Linked DNA regions of Mus musculus: region 2 is linked to region 1. The links are chromatin contacts, called in public Hi-C maps. All regions are on one chromosome and are shown on one strand. Each heading gives the region's core, a stretch centred on a gene start, on an enhancer-like site or on the middle of the called end of the contact. The rest is flanking DNA. Distances are from core to core; before and after follow the strand shown. Region 1 holds the start of Arhgap24 (Rho GTPase activating protein 24). Region 2 overlaps Arhgap24 (Rho GTPase activating protein 24).

The links. Hi-C and Micro-C count contacts between places; a contact is called where the count stands out from the background.
Region 2: a contact with region 1 is called in a Hi-C map of granulocyte-monocyte progenitors, with 2.4 times the contacts expected there. The contact joins the enhancer-like site here to the promoter of Arhgap24 in region 1. A contact is called at or near these places in 2 of 39 promoter capture datasets (hematopoietic stem and progenitor cells and pre-B cells), 4 of 484 Hi-C or Micro-C datasets (granulocyte-monocyte progenitors, muscle stem cells and myocytes), 1 of 115 datasets of contacts at active chromatin or transcription factors (bone marrow-derived macrophages) and 1 of 9 other capture datasets (pancreatic islet).

The regions. Positions count from the first base shown.
Region 1 is chr5:102,479,994-102,482,734 of GRCm38.p6, reverse strand. Arhgap24 (Rho GTPase activating protein 24) reads right to left here and starts at 1,344. Exons shown (of 10, transcript NM_029270.2): 1 at 873-1,344.
Region 2 is chr5:102,776,763-102,779,503 of GRCm38.p6, reverse strand. All of the region lies in intron 3 of Arhgap24 (Rho GTPase activating protein 24), which reads right to left. Among named protein-coding and RNA genes, the nearest start is that of Gm30396, 150 kb to the right of the region's middle. Within about 2 kb of position 1,428, at least 83 of the 459 cell types and tissues checked have an H3K27ac peak or open chromatin away from gene starts, as enhancers often do. A contact at or near this core is called in bone marrow-derived macrophages, granulocyte-monocyte progenitors, muscle stem cells and 2 more, where this site is marked.

The sequences.
Region 1 (2,741 bases), core at 95-2,594:
TTCTCTTATTTAGTAGTAGACCCAACAAGACAAAACTTTATACTTATGAGTAAGCAAAGCTTTTACACTTTGTATATTTCAGGCACCTCACCTGACTTTCTCATTTCCTTTTTGAAGAATGGGATGAAACAGTGATGTTTTGGAAGCTAAACGGGACTAATCTGTAATATGGTGAGTAAAGGGACAAAAACAAACACACTAGGGAGAGACTTACTCAGATGAGTTGGAACAGATTACAGTGGAGCCAGGAGCTGGGTCACTAGCCCATATTAGACAGCCTAGCATCTCAAAGGCATTCCGCCTAATAATCTCTCTTTGAGGACTTTCACAAGAAATACTGCTAAAGTTATCTTTAATAAGAATGTACTGCCTGCTTCTCTTTTAAAGTAGGTGGATACCTCCTCAAAATACTACTCCTTCAAGAAGTCTAAACCCATCTGTGTGTCTTAAAATCCACCGAAGATTACCACTTTCCGGTACAATAGTAACACAATATATACTGAAATCTACCTCCACACGCCAGTTGTCTAGGCAACTCTGAAACTAGCTAAAACATCAGCAGATGAAAGGAGAAGGTAGACGGCGGGAGTAGAGACTGTATCAGTTGCATTTGTTTTGTAAGTCAGAAACACAAGATGCCTGCTTGTTGTGTTTTACACGCAAGCGAGTGCTCTCGCGCGCGCGCGCACGCGCACACACACACACACACACACACACACACACACACACTGAACCAGTATGGTCCCAGCGTTGCTCCTGGCTCACAGCAGTTACCTCCCTATAGCCTGAAGCTGCTATCCACCCACCCTCCGGGTGGTTTCTCCCCCCCTCCCCCCAAGCCCCAGCTCCACAGCAGCAATCAAATCACCTACCCTGCCAGGGATGCCGGACCTACAAGGGATGGCTGGCGGCTGCTCCGATGTCCAGGCTCCTAGGACTGGCCTAAAGATGAGTTCCAGTCGGCAGGGTGCCCTTTACTTCCCAGGGCGAGCGCAGAACCCCATTCGCCAGGCCTGCGTGCTGCTCTCAGAGGAAGCCCGGGCAGCCCCAGAGCCACAGCTGCATGGAAAGTTGGGGGGGACTCCCCCAGCAGTCGCTGTCTCGCTCTAGTTCTGTCCCCTCTGCAGCCTGGGCGGCCCCGCGGCCCCGTGATTCCCTTCCGAGTCCCACCGGCTTTCTCTCACCCGGGCTGAATTGCCACATGCACTTGAGAAATCCTAGCAGTTGCGCAAAGAGTCAAGAAGTTAGAAAGAGTGATTGTGTGTGAATGTGTAAATATACAGTACAAGAGGCTGGAACAACTGAGTGGGGCCAGCCCGCAGACGCAGCCGGGTTTCGGGTTTCAGTTGGCAGCTGGCGGCTTCAGAGGACCCAAGCAGCACTGGTGGGGTGGCGGGAGCCCCGCCCTGCACGCCAGCCTCACCTCCAGAGCAATGCTGGGCGGGCGCCCCATCAGACACCACTGCCTGGGCCCTCTGCAGTTGGCTGCGTTCATTTCAGCCCAAATGCAGCATGAGGGCATGCTGCTCACAGATCTGTGGCTATGGGTGAGAGAATGTAAGGAACCCAAAGCCCCCACTCTTGTGTTCCTTCAGCAAGCCTCACACACTGGTTATGCGCGCCCTGCCACCATCTCTGCCAAATCTTATTTCTCCAGCTTAAGCTTTATTCCTAAAAACGTATTTAGATGAGTGTGCTCTAGTCAGGCATTTCGAGAGATGTTAAGTGTAATAAACCGTCTTGACATGCTTTTAGAGTTCTCAGAGCAAGGTGGCAAATATATTCCTGATATAGACTGCCCCAGCCCCCAGCCCCCAGCCCCCAGCCCTCCCCACTCCCACCCACTGAGCGCTTACTGTTCTAGGTGTTTGGCACTCTTAGGTTTCCTAAAGCCTGGTGTTTTGGATTTTGTCCTTTGGGATGTCCAGGCACATGCTCAGGCTGACGAGCATACAAGCCTGGATGGGCACGAATAGGTATTTTGCTTTTGTTGCCGTCAGGTTTCCGGGGCGGGGGTAGGGATGAGTCTGCTCCATCCCAGGCCGAGGTCCCACTAGAAAATTGATTTTTCTGGCAGGAGACACCTCAGCCCTTTAATGAATGAAATTAAGTTCGGGGGGGGGGGGAATAAGCTCTTTTGCCTGATCCTTTAAAATGTGTGTAGAACCCCTAGCCAGAAGCCATGTGGCCTGTGTTTCTAATTGGTGGGATAGATGACCTTCAGCGGCTCACAAGGCCTTGCATGTTGTAATGGCGGACTGTTAACACTGTCAAGTGACAGCCTGTGGGCAGTTCTAAATGAGAACTGCAAAACAATGAGATTAACCAAAATGAAATCTGCACACATTCCATGCCCTGAGAGCCCCTGGAAGACAAGTGTCAGTAGGTATGATTCAAGACTGTGACATTTCAAAAAGGCAAGACTGCTATTAGGTTGGGAGCCTACTTTCTGGTTATAACAAATGTTACCACAGCAATTCAGACCCAAGGTGACACAAATTAAACTCAGGGAGGCTGCCCGGCAGATCCCAGGCTGAGAGATTAAGATACATCCCATCCTTGTGTCCAAGGCCTTTGGCCTTCACACCTCTGTCTCCATCGTTTCCACTTGACACCATCTCACCAGCCAGTGTGATGTATGGGGTTCTTAGGCTAGAGAGAACACAGAAAGAGAAAGGGGAGGGTTGTCATGGAGACGGCAGATGAGGTAAAGGAAGAGTTCCATCTGCTAAGAAGGACCA
Region 2 (2,741 bases), core at 179-2,678, 300 kb before region 1:
GTATTTTATCAAAGCAATCAAAAGTCGTAAGTGTCGGTTTGATTCATAATGTGCTTCTTTGATCTCACTGGTCACATGAATGACAATTTATTCTGATGTGCTTGGTCCCTTCCAAGTCATCTTCAGTTCAAAGCACTGCTCTAATAGCTTTTTGTAAGCCTAAAATATTAAGGATATATATATATTTTTTTCCAGCAAAGCAGAACTGAATCAGGAGTTTGCCATGTCTTTTCAGTCACTTAGAGGGTACTTTCAGACATGCAAATGCCAGAAGTCTGGTGTCCTTATCAAAATGAGAAATTTAGACACAGAGACAGATACACATGGAGAAGATGACATGAAGGGACACAGAATGAAAACAGTCATCCTCAACTAAGGATAGCATGAGTCTTCATCCAGAAGCTGGGAGAGAAAGCTTGATTGTATATGTGTATGTGTATGTGTATGTGTATGTGTATGTGTATGTGTATGTGTATGTGTATGTGTATGTGTATGTGTATGTGTATGTGTTTGTGTTTGTGTATGCGTATGCGTATGCGTATATGTATATGTATATGTATATGTATATGTATACACACACATATATATGTATATACACACACACACACACACACATATACATTTATATATACACATATATATAATATACATATACACACACAGATATATATGTATGCTTCAGATATATATATATATATGCTTCCCTCTTTGAATAAGGTTCTTTGAGACAAGGAGTATGTTATGAATTCTACTTTAAATTACTACTTTTAATGTTTGTTATAATTTGCATAATTAACTTTATTGATTCTTTTATGCTTCATTACTGTTTTCAAAAGCAATGGAACAGCTGCTCCTTTTTAGTTCCTTGTTATGTTTTTCCTTCCCTCTGCAGCCAAGCAGGGATCAAAAAATTCCCTGGCCATGCTCTAAGCTAATTAATTATTCATGGAAATACCGGGGAGAATGGTCAGGTGCTGCACACAACTTAGCGTGTCTGTGAGAACTTCAAATAGACCAGAGTCTCAGCAGAGAATGACAACATGGCCTGGCTCAGTAGAGCAGGTGGCGGCATCAAGGAAAGGATGAGCAGGAAACCTGCCCGGGGGAGGGAACAAAAGCAAGCAGGTCCAGGGCAAGCCTGCAAGGTGGGGCTCAGGAGCTATGATGGCTGCTCATTGGCTTGTATCTAAAATAAAATGTCCCTCAAAGCACATGGCTCAAGGAAGGGCAGTTCAAATAAAGACGGAGGCATGGGTACCACTTATCTGCAAAAATAACTACAATGAAAGCCTTTTAAAGCACACATTTTAGCGTGGTTATTTTGGGGTTCTAAAGACGGATTCAGAAAGATCACTTCTCGCTCGAGAAGCAGTACCCATTGTGGTTAAGCCACAGGCTATGGGATCGGAAAGAGCTCTGCGTCAGCCAAGGGTTGACTGGAGTCTGGTTAGCCTCTGTCTCAACTTCCTCTTCTGCCCAATTCCTCTACCTGTTATTTATAGCACTCTGGTGAGAAATAAAAGTGTTTGGGTGTGGAGAGCACTTAGGAAAGGGGTTGGCACACGTGGCCGTCATTGCTGCTGTGCAGCACAGCATTTAAAGACCACTAAAGAAGGATCGTTAAGACTTAAGACTTGTAAAGGGTTTCTCCTATTGACTTCATGGACAGTGCTACAGATCTGAGCACCAATGGTCACACAGGAGCAGAGCATCCAGTTTTCCCAAAGCTTCATTCGTACATAGGGAATTCATTTGATATATTATGCACAGCACAAAGGGTTTTACTAAGATCAGAGTTTAACGTGCATTGTGTGTTTGTTATGTTCTGAGTCTTAGTGGAGCAGACCCCTCCTCCTGATTTACTTATGTGGCCTAAGCATGTGTCACACCAAGGCCCCACCCGATGGAAGCCTCACTTTTGGCCTCTTTTGGTGATGCTACATTTGTTCTGCTATTATAAGCTCTTGATCAAGATGACTTGGGGCAAAGTTTAGCTCAGTCTCTTTAATTTTAAACTCTTCTGTGTCTGTCATCACGTGACCATCCTAACCGCAGCTTCCGTCTGACCTGCAATTTTAGGCAACGGCAATCTGTTGCAGCGCAGCAAATCAAAACTGAATCAGGAGTTTGCCATGCCGCCATGCCTTTTCAGTCACTTAGAGGGTACGTTCAGACATGTAAATGCCATAAGTCTGGTGTCCTTATCCAAATGAGAAATTCAGACACGGAGACAGATGAGCAGGGAGAAGGTGACATGAAGGGACACAGAGTGAAAACAGTCACTCTCAACTCAGGAGAGCATGAGTCTTCATCCAGAAGCTGGGAGAGAAAGCTTGATCTGATTATTTCCTTCTACTACTCTCTGAGACAAAGAAGATGCGCTGTTACCCTTGATTGTAAATGAGAAGACCATGGAGACAACGGCTCACACACACATAGCACAGTGGTATTGATCCTCTGAGCACTGTTGGTGACAATGATATTCTTCCCGACACCATCAAGGCATGTCACATTTGACCTCTATAATGTGTTCAAAACTCTGCTTGCATAGAACCTGTCCTTTAATTCCATCTTCCTGCCCCTTTTACAGCTCTTCAAATTATTTGAGAATCGTGTCAATTACTTTTCTTTTGGAGTCATTCTGTAAAGAAATGAGGGTTGTTTTCTGATGACCATACCATGCGAGTTAATAAGCATGCAAAGAAAGAAAACAAATCCATAAAGATTTATTTGTTAAGAGA